Regions from separate parts of the Mus musculus genome. Here region 1 is linked to region 2. Evidence: chromatin contacts called from public promoter capture Hi-C data. All regions are on one chromosome and are shown on one strand. Each heading gives the region's core, a stretch centred on a gene start, on an enhancer-like site or on the middle of the called end of the contact. The rest is flanking DNA. Distances are from core to core; before and after follow the strand shown. Region 1 holds the start of Gdf3 (growth differentiation factor 3). Region 2 holds the start of Grcc10 (gene rich cluster, C10 gene).

The links. Promoter capture Hi-C pulls out the DNA fragments that hold promoters and counts their contacts.
Region 1: a contact with region 2 is called in a promoter capture Hi-C map of embryonic stem cells, with 4 times the contacts expected there. The contact joins the promoter of Gdf3 here to the promoter of Grcc10 in region 2. A contact is called at or near these places in 1 of 39 promoter capture datasets (embryonic stem cells), 1 of 484 Hi-C or Micro-C datasets (embryonic stem cells) and 4 of 115 datasets of contacts at active chromatin or transcription factors (bone marrow-derived dendritic cells and embryonic stem cells).

Annotation. Positions count from the first base shown.
Region 1 is chr6:122,606,106-122,612,487 of GRCm38.p6, reverse strand. It overlaps Gdf3 (growth differentiation factor 3), which reads left to right and starts at 2,401. Exons shown (of 2, transcript NM_008108.5): 1 at 2,401-2,792; 2 at 5,353-6,382. The coding sequence starts at 2,522. The coding sequence ends at 6,182.
Region 2 is chr6:124,738,279-124,744,596 of GRCm38.p6, reverse strand. It overlaps Grcc10 (gene rich cluster, C10 gene), which reads left to right and starts at 3,528. Exons shown (of 3, transcript NM_013535.2): 1 at 3,528-3,677; 2 at 3,902-4,078; 3 at 5,184-5,414. The coding sequence starts at 3,626. The coding sequence ends at 5,335. It overlaps Rnu7 (U7 small nuclear RNA), which reads left to right and starts at 3,311; the gene lies at 3,311-3,372. It overlaps Atn1 (atrophin 1), which reads left to right. Exons shown (of 10, transcript NM_007881.4): 8 at 706-849; 9 at 1,187-1,367; 10 at 1,492-2,053. The coding sequence ends at 1,525. It also overlaps a transcript of Ptpn6 not described here.

The sequences.
Region 1 (6,382 bases), core at 1,152-3,651, 2.1 Mb after region 2:
ACATAAAATAAACAGCTCTTAAAGCCACAGCAATGTAAGAAGATCCTATCCAAAAAACAAAATAATAATAATAATAATAATAATAATAATAATAATAACAACAATCCAGGGGTACAACTTTTTTTTTTTTTTTTTTTTTAGATTTATTTATTTATTATATGTAAGTACATTGTAGCTGTCTTCAGACACTCCAGAAGAGGGAGTCAGATCTCGTTACGGATGGTTGTGAGCCACCATGTGGTTGCTGGGATTTGAACTCTGGACCTTCGGAAGAGCAGTTGGGTGCTCTAACCCACTGAGCCATCTCACCAGCCCAGGGGTACAACTTTTAATCCCAGCACTCAGGAGGCAAAGGCAGACAGATCTTTGTGAGTTCAAGGGCAGCCTGGTCTACAAAGTGAGTTCTAGGACAGTCAGGGCTGTTACAGAGAAACCCTGTTTTGAAACCAAACAAACAAAAAGCCCAACCAACCAACCAACCAAAGCAGCAGCAACAGCCTTAAGTGTATGTTTTGCTGTGTAGAGACAGAGTTCCATGGCCTGGAACTTGCTAGGTAGCAGAGGATAGCCTTGAACTCACGACTTGCCTGCCTATGCTGGGGCCACACCCCCCTTTCACCCTGTCGACAATTCTGTGCTTTTCCACACAAAGCTCCTTTGGGCAGTGTGAGTCCCAACCTGCGGACTTCCGACTGGGTCCCTCAACCCGTTCCTGAAGCAAATTTGTTGGTTCTAGCTTTAGTTGAGACAACATTCAGTGAGAGGAAATGAAGAATTTGATGCTGCCCAGGTGATACCGGATGGGACCAGAGCTCACCCCAGGACTGAGATCCTAGTCAAGAAGAATTTGGTTAGACACTGAAATCTAGAAGAGGAATGTAGGCTTTTTTGTTGGGTCGGTTGAGACAGGGTCTCATTTTGCAGCCTAGGCAGCCAGGAACTTCAGAGGCTTTGAGGTTCTTAACCTGTGTCCGCCTCCTAAGCAGCTGGGATTGTTGGACTGTAATCACTAGGCCTGGTTAAAAACATCTTTTTTTTTTTATGTTGGGATTTTTTTTTTTTTACAGTGTTACCCAGGATCTTGAGTATCCACCACTGAGCTACACTGCCAGTTAGTGTTTTTGTACTTAGACTATGAAGTATAAAATTATAAAAATGTATTTTTATTGTTTTTAATTTTGCATAGGTTGTGTGCCTGCATATGGGTATGTGCACATGTGTGCAGGTGCCTGCTGAGTGAGGCCAGATGCGTTCAATCCCCTGAAGACAGCTATAAGCTGCCAGATATGGGCTCTAGGAACCAAATTTGGCTCCTCTGGAAGAGCAGCAAGTGCTTTTAACCACTGAGTCCTCTCTGCATCCCAAACTAAGAGAATCATAGTGAACTGGGCGTGGCAGCACACTGACAGCTCAGTCACAGTTTTCTGGACAGTGTGGAAGGACTACCTAAACCCAGGATTCTGACTCCCCTGGGAAAGATAGCAACCCCACCCCCACTCTAAGTTAGGTCTCAATGTAGCTCAAGCTAGCTTCAAACTTGCTATATGATTGAAGTTGGTATTATATTTTTATTCTTCTATCTCTGCTTCCTGAGTACAGGGATAAGAGGTTTGTAATTAGTTCCTGCAAGACACCATTTCTGGAAGGAAGGAAGGAAGGAAGGAAGGAAGGAAGGAGGGAAGGGAAGGGAAGGGAAGGGAAGGGAAGGGAAGGGAAGGGAAGGGAAGGGAAGGGAAGGGAAGGAAGAAAGCAATCGAGAGAGAGAGAGAGAGAGAGAGAGAGAGAGAGAGAGATTGAGAGATTGATTGATTACAGGGCTAGGAGTGACCAGAGTGCTTGCCTAGCGTGTTTTCAGCCCAGAGTTCCATACCATGCATCTCATCCAATCTCATTGGGAGCGATAGGTAGACTAGATTAGAAGTTCAAACTTGGGCCAGCAAGGTGCCCCAGTGGGTAAAGGTGCTTGCCACCAAGCCTGATAATCTGAGTTCAATTCCTGGGACCCATTCGGAAGACGAGACCAACTCCTGCAAATTGACCTGGGAGCTCCGCCCCTGTACTGTGGCATGCATAACCCACTCACAGGCATAATAAACAAACAAACAAACAAACAAACAAACAAATATCTTGTTAAAAGAGAAACAAGTTGAAGGTCAATCTAGGACACAAGAGACCCCCTCTCAAAATTACACATATAATAAATTATTCTCTACTGTGCTCCCAGAAGTTATCTTATTGCCTTGCATATCACAGACACACTAATGTCTGTGTGTTGAATGAGTGTGTCTTCCTTTTCACTCACGCTGTACACTGCTGACCAACCCGCGGGGAGTAGAAGGAGAAAACACACACACACACACACACACACACACCATCTGTCTTTTCACATTGAATTGCCTCTGAGGGGCTGAGAAGAGAGCAATTCACACTTGATTAGCTCCCAGGCTCCTGAATTGAGCAGAGGAGGCTAGACCGCTGAGCTGCGCACCCCAGAGGCTGCTCTACCCTGGCTCAGACGACCATGCAGCCTTATCAACGGCTTCTGGCGCTTGGCTTCCTTCTGTTAACCCTGCCCTGGGGCCAGACATCCGAGTTTCAAGACTCTGACCTTTTGCAGTTTCTGGGATTAGAGAAAGCGCCTTCACCTCACAGGTTCCAACCTGTGCCTCGCGTCTTAAGGAAAATCATCCGGGCTCGAGAAGCCGCTGCAGCCAGTGGGGCCTCGCAGGACTTATGCTACGTGAAGGAGCTGGGTGTTCGTGGGAACCTGCTTCAGCTTCTCCCAGACCAGGGTAAGGAACCCGAGGGTTTATCAGAGAAAAATCTCAAGTGGGTGCTGTGGAGCAGGGAGGAGGATACAGATGGACACCATGGCTGGCCGGAGTCTGGCCTTGGATCTTGCACATTCTGTCTTGGTTCCAAGATCAGCCCAGAGGAAGGCACGTGTTCTTATCACCTCTCCACGCTAGTCTAACTACCGCGGTGCCGGTTTAGCAGAATTTAATTTACAGTTAACAGAGAGTGGGTTTAGACTATAGGTCAGCATTCCGAGAGCTAGACAATGTCACACCTTGGGTGAGACCGAATTCAAGGTAGGTTTTAAAAGTCAGCGGTTCCCCACCACCTCCCTTCTCTTTTCTCCTGCTTACTCTCTCCCTGTTTTTAATATGTTTTTGTGCATGCCTATCCTAAGAGTTCAGAGGTGTCAGATCCCCTGGAGCAGAAGTTACAGGAGGTTGTGAGCTGCCCAACCGCATGGCTGCTGCGAAATGAGCTCCGGTCCTCTTAAGCATGCAGCCATCTTTCTTTCTATCCCCTCTGTGTTACTTTTGTTAGATGCAAAAGCACGTCTCTTTGTGTAGCCCTGGCTGTCCTGGAACTTGCTATGTATACCTTAGAGCAAGAGCCACCTGCCTCTGCTTCCAAGTACTGAGTGCTAGGATTAAAAGCCAGCACATCTCTTGATTTTATCTATTTATATTTTATTAATTATTTTATTTCATTTTGTTTGTTTCTTCAACACAGGGTTTCTCTGTGTAGCCCTGCCTGCCCTGGGGGTCTCTTTCTAGACCAGCATGGCCTTGGATTCAAGAGACACCCCCTACCTCTGCTTCCCAGGTGCTGGGATTAAAGGCAGGCGCCATCATGCGTGACTTGACTTTTTAAAAATACAGACCAATGGTGTTAATCTAAGGCACAGTTACACTCTTATAAAATTCTGAGGGACTGCCATCCCATAGCTTTTTAAACTGACCACCAAATTGCACAAGCCACCCGTTTGATGTTTGAAAAGTAGTTTCTTCTAGCCTTAGGCTGCGGTCCTTTCTTTCCCTACTTGATTCTTATTCAAAGTTGGAGCCTCTTGGGAGAGTCCACATTCCTGCATTGGCATTCAGATGCGTAGTCTTTCTGGTAACTGTTTTTTTCCTGGCTTGGGTGGATTTTGTTTTGAGACACTATCCTGGTCTGCAGCTCTTTCTTGCAGCTCAGACTGGCCACAAGTTTTACAGCAATCCCCCTGCTGCAGTTTCCCAAGGGTTGAGATTATAAAACGAAGATGAATAAAGGATTTGTCCCTGAAGCCCTTAATGTATACTTACTGGGAGTTAGACTGGAAATGGCCTTGAGAGTGCATATATTATTAAAAGTCTACTCTGTTTCAGAGTTTCAGCTGGCCGTGGTGCACGCGTTTAATCTCAGCACTCCGGAGGCAGAGGCAGGTGGATCTCTTCGCGGCTAGCCTGGTCTACAGCCCAAGTACCAGGACAGCCAGGGCTGTTACACAGAGAAACTCTGTCTCGGAAAACCAGCACCCCTCCCCCACCCCCTCCCCCCAAAGAAAAACACTGCATGGATCTCCGAATTCAAAGCCAGCCTGGTCTATAGCCAAGGCTAGACAGAGAAACCCTGTCTTGGGGAAGGGGGTGGGGAAAGAGTTTTTAGAAGAGAATTAGTTAATAAGAAGGAAAAGTCCAAGATTGGTTTGAAGAGGAAGCTGATGCTGACCCTCCCACGTGGCGGTTGTTCCTTGTAATAAAAGGGTATCAAAGTCATGGGGCGGGGTGTGGGGGCGGAGGCAGAGCTGGAGGTATGAGGGAGGCTACTTAGGAGGTGTGTGTGTGTGTGTGTGTGTGTGTGTGTGTGTGTGTGTGTGTGTGTGTATACGTGTACGTGTATGCGCGCGTGCGCTCGTGGGTGTGATGGGAGGTGCTGGGGATTGCCTAGTGCCCCTGAAGTTCTGGGTTTGAGCTCCCGCATAGTATAAACCAGATGTATAGAAATAGATTTGCTGTCTCAGAACTTTGAAAGTAGAGGCAGGGGGATTAGAAGTTTACAGCCATTCTTTGCTATATAATGGCTAGCCTTGGTTACAAGAGACCTTGTCTTTTAAAAAACAAAAAAACCACAAACTCAGCCCCTCCAAAAATAAATAAATAAATAAACAAACAAATAAGATAAATAAATAAACCAAAAACTTGGGTGTGGGGCAATGGCTTAGTGTAGTGATTGACTTGTTTACAAGCATGAAGTTCAGCGGCCTGGTACTACATGTCCTTCTGTAACCCCAGCATTCTGGGGGCACAGACAGGCAGGTCCCTGGGGTTCACTGGCCAGCCAGTCTAGCCAAATTGGTGAACCCCAGGTCAATGAGACCTGATGTAAGAAAACCAAGGTAGACAACTCCTGAGGAGTAGCACACATCTGGACTTGAATAAGGAGAATTGGGGAATAGTCCCCCCCAGAAGGGAGTGTTTGACTGGAGCTCGGGGTCCTGCGCATTTATGCATGAGCACATGTGGTCCAAAGTAAAAATGGTTGCAATGGCTCTCAAATATTTCTTTTTGCTTCTAGGTTTTTTCCTTAATACACAGAAACCTTTCCAAGATGGCTCCTGTCTCCAGAAGGTCCTCTATTTTAACTTGTCTGCCATCAAAGAAAAGGCAAAGTTGACCATGGCCCAGCTGACTCTAGACTTGGGGCCCAGGTCCTACTATAACCTGCGACCAGAGCTGGTGGTTGCTCTGTCTGTGGTTCAGGACCGGGGCGTGTGGGGGCGATCCCACCCTAAGGTGGGCAGATTGCTTTTTCTGCGGTCTGTCCCTGGGCCTCAAGGTCAGCTCCAGTTCAACCTGCAGGGTGCGCTTAAGGATTGGAGCAGCAACCGACTGAAGAACTTGGACTTACACTTAGAGATTCTGGTCAAAGAGGACAGATACTCCAGGGTAACTGTCCAGCCCGAGAACCCCTGTGACCGGCTGCTCCGCTCTCTCCATGCCTCGCTGCTGGTGGTAACCCTCAATCCTAAACACTGTCATCCTTCTTCCAGAAAAAGGAGGGCGGCCATCTCTGTCCCCAAGGGTTTCTGTAGGAACTTCTGCCACCGTCATCAGCTGTTCATCAACTTCCAGGACCTGGGTTGGCACAAGTGGGTCATCGCCCCTAAGGGGTTCATGGCAAATTACTGTCATGGAGAGTGCCCCTTCTCAATGACCACGTATTTAAATAGTTCCAATTATGCTTTCATGCAGGCTCTGATGCATATGGCTGACCCCAAGGTCCCCAAGGCTGTCTGTGTCCCCACCAAGCTCTCGCCCATCTCCATGCTCTATCAGGATAGTGATAAGAACGTCATTCTCCGACATTATGAAGACATGGTAGTCGATGAGTGTGGGTGTGGGTAGTCTCGGGACTAGGCTAGGAGTGTGCTTAGGGTAAATCCTTTAATAAAACTACCACCCCACCTTTGGCTTATGCTCTCTTGAATCGGACATGTCTGTCATCATGGTTCATGAGCCCCACAATTACACACATTTGTGTATGACTATGGACCCCTTGGTGAGCTTACTTAATTTGTGCTCATTATGCATAGTAGCTGGGCTTC
Region 2 (6,318 bases), core at 2,279-4,778:
GTACCTGCTCGTCTTCACACTGTCTCGTACCTGCTCGTAGCCCAGCCCCTCTATCCTTGATAACAGATCAACATGGAGCCTTTGGAAGAACCACCTTCCTTTCTTATGTTCATACCCTCTCCGTGCCCTTCACACATCGATGTGCTTGTTTCTCTGTATACAGAGCTTGTTTGGTGTCAGCGTCTCCTTTTCCTTACATCTCGGAGTCTTCTGTATTTCTGCCCATCTGTAGATTTAGAACTTTTTAGGGAAGTCCATGAAACTTAGCCATAGGCAATAATGAGCTTATATACTGTTTTATATACTGTAGTTTATAGCCCAGAACACTGCCCGGCTGGCCTTAAGCAATTCAACTCCGGGCATTTTTAGGCATCACAGTCTGCTCATGTTCACACCAGCTCCTAATAGTTCTCCCTGATACATTTCTTAAACTTAAGAAAGAAGTGTTTCCTAAACTTACCCTTCATCTTTTCTGAGGAGTCCAGTCTTTTCTTTGCTTCTCTGCTCTGTAATATCCTGTCTTCAGTCTTCCGTGTCTCTTCTCCAGCTGCTCTGTCATCTCAGAGGGTCTAGCTCCTCTCTCCCACCTTGGTTCTGCTTTGGATCCTTGTGTCTGTCTCTTCACAAGCTAGATCCCTCCACCCCAGTGCATAGTTGTCCCCAACCCTGCCTCCTGGTGACACCTTCCTCTTCTCTGCCCTCCAGCCTCTGCCTCGGTGCACCCTCTCATTGACCCCCTGGCCTCAGGGTCTCACCTTACCCGGATCCCCTACCCAGCTGGGACCCTCCCCAACCCCCTTCTTCCTCACCCTCTGCACGAGAACGAAGTTCTTCGTCACCAGCTTTTTGGTAAGGATGGAGGAGGGGAGGCGTACGTGAGGGAAGACCAGAACAGAGGAACTCGGGGGGGTAGAAGGGCCAAATGGAGTTTGGAGAGAGATGTGAGCAGCTAAGATAGAAACGGAGACCTGAGGCCCTTCTAAAGGAGCCTCAAGAGCTAGGGCTCGTTCCCTTCTAAAGGAGCCTCAAGAGCTAGGGCTCGTTCCGTTCCACCACAGGCCGACAGATAGAGCATAGGCTAGGTGCTGTAACTTTGCATTTTAGCCTCAGCTTCCTCTGTCTGTCTGGAACGTTGGCTGACTGTCCCCATCCAGCAGTCATTTACTCCTGTGCCTTCTTCTCACAGCTGCCCCTTACCGGGACCTGCCGGCCTCCCTTTCTGCTCCAATGTCAGCGGCTCATCAGCTGCAGGCCATGCACGCGCAGTCAGCTGAGCTGCAGCGCTTGGCGCTGGAACAGCAGCAGTGGCTACATGCTCATCACCCATTGCACAGCGTGCCACTACCTGCCCAGGAAGACTACTACAGGTACTCCAGGTTGCCCCCAGAGCACAAGGGGAAGTGGGTTCTGGGCATGGTCCAACAGGACACCGAGCCCTTGGGAGGGGAAGCCCCCTTTCTCAGTCTCATCTCTGCATTGCCTCTTATCTAGTCACCTGAAGAAGGAGAGTGACAAGCCGCTGTAGAGCTGCGATCCAGACAGCACCCACTGCTCCTTCATCCAGACCTTGGAGGACCACCCCAACCTTTTGACCCCACCCCACCCCCAGCCGAGGAGAGGGTGCTGCCCGCTTGCAGAGCTCCTGCAGCTGGGTAGAGGGAGGGAGGGAAGAAGGGACAGACAAGGTCAGGGCCCGGGGTTGTGTGCAGAGGTGGGAAGTGGCAAGGGTGGGGGCAGAAAGTGCACAGTATCTTGGACCAGGTCCCTCCTCCTATCCCCTGCTTTTCTTCTCCTCTATGCCGAATCCTTGGTGGCCACTGCCCCTCCCCTAACCCATTGGTGTGATTTTTTTCATCTGTTAGATGTGGCTGTTTTGCGTAGCATTGTGTGCTGCCCCGCCCCATCCCTGTGTGTGCACCCCCTCCCTCGGCGATATGTGCCCTTACCCGTCCCACATTAATAATTTATATATATAAATATCTATATGATGCTCTTTAAAAAACATCCTGACCAAAACCAACCAAACAAAAACATCCTCACAGTTCCCCAGGAATATGTCTGTGACGTGTTTTTTATTTGGGGGAGGGTGGTTGCAGTGGGTAGGGTGTTGGGGTGGGTAGGGAGAGAGGTCTGGTTGTTGTAGGGGAAGTGGGAAGGGATGAATGGGGTTTTCTTATGGAAACTTAGGAGTTGGACAAGGCTCTTTTTTATTACTCATTTATTTTACAAGAGTCTTCATGCATACCAGAAGAGAATATCAAATCCCATTACAGATGGTTGTGAGCCACCAAGTGGTTGCTGGGAATTGAACTCAGGACACCTGGAAGAGCAGTCTGTGCTCTTAACCCCCTGAGCCATCTCTTTAACCTGACAAGGCTCTTCTTGATCTTGGATGCTCAGCTATACTTATGGGGTGCCCTGTCCTAGACCTTTAGATTGGGGAGTTCAGGCTCCTGAGGCCGTTCAGAGCAAGAATAGGCGCACAGCAAGCATAAGCAAATCTAAGACCTACTCAGCCCTTGGAAGTACATCACTGACATAATGTGCCACCAGAGTGCTCCAGAGACAGTTTCAGAGATCTGAATCCCTTCTCAGCATAGTTTATGATTTGAAACAGTTAAAGGTGTATAACATGGAGGCCAATAAGATTAGTATTTGTAAAAGATTTACTAATAGTTAGGTGTATGAGCTCATGTCTGCGCTTATGAATGCAAGGCCTCAAAAGAGACCAGAAGCTGTTGGGTCCCTGTAGCTTGGAGTTAGGGCAGTTAGGAATTGCCAAGCAGGGTGAGCCATCTTTGCAACCCCTCTATTTTTAATGAAGCAGGGCCATGGAGCCCAAGCTGGCCTTGAACTTCTCAGCTTTTGTGCTGGTATCACAGAAATGTGGCGCTATGCCCGGTCGGGCCTGATGTTCCAGAGTCTTTGCAGTGTGGGGAACTTGTAAGGATGAGACTACAAGACATCGGGCCACATCGCCTGCCACTACTTAAGTCCGATTCACTTCGGCTTTAGCTCCAAGCCTTTAATCTCGCGAAGCTCTTTTTTTTTTTTTAACAACATAGGAGCTGTGATTGGCTGTTTTCAGCCAATCAGCACTGACTCATTTGCATAGCCTTTACAAGCGGTCACAAACTCAAGAAACGAGCGGTTTTAATAGTCTTTTAGAATATTGTTTATCGAACCGAATAAGGAACTGTGCTTTGTGATTCACATATCAGTGGAGGGGTGTGGAAATGGCACCTTGATCTCACCCTCATCGAAAGTGGAGTTGATGTCCTTCCCTGGCTCGCTACAGACGCACTTCCGCAAGTGTTACAGCTCTTTTAGAATTTGTCTAGCAGGTTTTCTGACTTCGGTCGGAAAACCCCTCCCAATTTCACTGGTCTACAATGAAAGCAAAACAGTTCTCTTCCCCGCTCCCCGGTGTGTGAGAGGGGCTTTGATCCTTCTCTGGTTTCCTAGGAAACGCGTATGTGCTAGAGCCACGCTCTGAGACTTCCGCCTCGTGCGGTCCCGCTTCCTTTCTGCCTCCTCTGGCCTGCATCCGTGGGGGAGGTGGCTGGCTGCAGGGTTCTCCGGATCTCTTCTGTGTTCCCACTACTCAAGCACCGAGTGGCGTTCTATGGCGTCCGCCTCGGCTCAGCCCGCGGCCCTGAGCGCGGAGCAGGCCAAGGGTGAGGAAAGAGCCTAGTCTGGGTGTGGGCCGTCTTCTGGGGGGAGGGCGCGATACTATTCTTTGCCTCTCCAAGTGGGGCCCTTGCCCATTAGGGCGAAGGGTTGGGAGGACAAGCTTATCGGGTTGCTTGCAGGCCTCGGCCCACTAATTCCCTGCCTCTTCCCTCCTCTGGGCTCGCCCGCCGTCCTCCGCGGACCTCTCTGGGATGCTTCCGTCTCGCAGTGGTCCTGGCGGAGGTGATTCAAGCGTTCTCGGCCCCAGAGAATGCCGTGCGCATGGACGAGGCTAGAGACAATGCGTGCAACGATATGGGCAAGATGCTGCAATTTGTGCTGCCCGTAGCCACACAGATCCAACAAGAGGTTATTAAAGCCTATGGCTTCAGCTGCGACGGGGAAGGTGGGTCCCACAGGGCTTGGCAAAGGAATGGACTGGGGGTGGGACGCATGATGATGCCCCCCCCCCCCCCCGATCGATCTTTTTCTCGCCACAGGGCGGCAGTCACATCAAACATTGCCACTCACAGTTCAGGGACTAGACTTAAGCCCCGCCTGAAAAGTTATGGCTCTTGAAGCCAGGCATGGCCACAGTGGCCTTTCATCCCAGCATTTGAGAAGCAGAGGCAGGCAGGTCTCTGAGTTCAAGGCCAGCCTGGTATGTAGGGTGAGGAGTTCCAGGGTAGCCATGGCTATACAAAGAAAACCCTGTCTTGAAAAAACAAAAACCCACCAAACAAAAGTTCTGGCTCTAGAGTCCAAAGCCCTACATAGGCAAGTGTTTCTCCATGGCCCTCGAACTTCCCAGCTCTCCCCGAGTCAGGATCGCAGTAAGTTGCCCAGAATGGCCTTGAACCAGAGACCCACCTTTCTCAGCCTTTTGAGTAAGTGACAGGCTTGAGTCACTGGGCCCAGCTCTAACCTGAACTCTCTCGTGTACCTGAACTCTTTCTTGTCTGCCTTTTGGCTAATAGGTTTGGTGTGGCAGGTTGAGCCCTCTCTTCCCAAGGACAGTTGTTTATTAATTTTGTGTTTGTTTGTTTGTTTGTTTGTTTGTTAGCTAGCCAGGACTACCAGGGAGTCTCTTTCAAATCAGGCTGCTTGAGGCTAAGCTGCTGAACGTGGTTCACCCGAGACTGAAAACATAATGCTTTTTAATTTTTTGTTTGTTTGTTTGAGACAGGGTTTCTCTGTGTAGCCCTGGCTATCTTGGAACTCAATCTGTAGACCAGGCAGGCCTCGAACTCAAGAGACCCACCTACCTCTGCCTCCCGAGTGCTGGGATTAAGGGCAGGCCCAGCTGTTTTAGGGCTTTTTTATATTGCATCCAGTTGTGCCTAGTGAAAACCGGGGCGGGGTTGGTTGAAGCCATGCAGGACATGGGGGTGAATTGTCCTCTATTGCAGATGGCTGCCTGACGAAAGGAGATCTTCTGCTCTAGGGAGCCCCCTTGGCTGCCTCCACACACTGGTCCCCAGCAGTGTGGCTTGACTTGCTTCTGATTGCAGGTGTCCTTAAGTTTGCCCGCCTGGTCAAGTCTTATGAAGCCCAGGATCCCGAGATTGCCAGCCTGTCAGGCAAGCTGAAGGCCCTGTTCCTGCCACCCATGACACTGCCGCCCCATGGGCCTGCTTCTGGAAGCAGTGTGGCAGCCTCCTGAGATTGGTTCTCGTATGTGTGCTGCTGCTGTGGAGGCGGCCCTTGTGTTCCAGAGGATAATAAATGTACTTGTGACTAAACCTTTGTGTCAGTCATTTGTAGTCCTGATTACCCCCTCTTGTTGCCACCCAGCCGCCTCTAGCCTTTCCCCTCCTTTAGACCCTTTCTATCCTCTTCGCTGGGACCAACCCTGCTCTCATGAGACCTAGGGTGTGGGAGGCTAAGATGGGCCTCTTGGTACCCTGGGAGGTTTGCTCACAAAGGTGGCACCTCCTAGAGCAGCGGGCCCAGGCTCTTCTTTGGGCTCTCTGCTTTCCACTGTCAGAGAGGTACTCTTCCGAGGGCGGTCCCTTGGCTAGGGTTACTTCCTGGGCTTTGCTTCTACCCGCCCTCCTTCTGCTCCAGCAGTTTGAGCTCCAGGTAGAACAGCAGGTGGCTCCTCCCCTTCCCAGGGAAGTAGGCCTGGACAGGCCTGAAGCCTGCTGCACTCCTGCAGTCCTCTGGGGAATTTGGCCGTGGTGGGCGGGCGGACTCTGGCCAGCCCCGCCCCACCGTTCTTCTCTCAGAGACCTGTAATCCAGGGGCTTGGCCTCAGAGTCCCATTGGTTTGACAGGCTGGATAGAGGAGGAAGTGGCCAAGAAACGAAATATATTCTTCCTGAAGGTCTGGATCCCTGAACAGCTGTGCCACTCGATTGGCCCCGCCCCCGTCGCCCTTTGCCTGTGACTTCTCCCCACTCCTCCCGGGAGATGTTGTCCCGCGGGTAAGTCCCCTCCACCACTTGTGTGTGTCCCACAGACTCCTGTTTGTCTAGGTGGATGGACATTGTTCACACCCTCAACAAATATGCCTACAAAAATAGTCTACTCCCACTAATACCCCTGCCCTGGGTCCCCGTCCTGTCCCTGTGAACTCTCTCTCCTTACCACAAGATACAAGACCTCCAGGCTCATTTCCTCTGCCTCTTCCCCCGCCCCCACCCC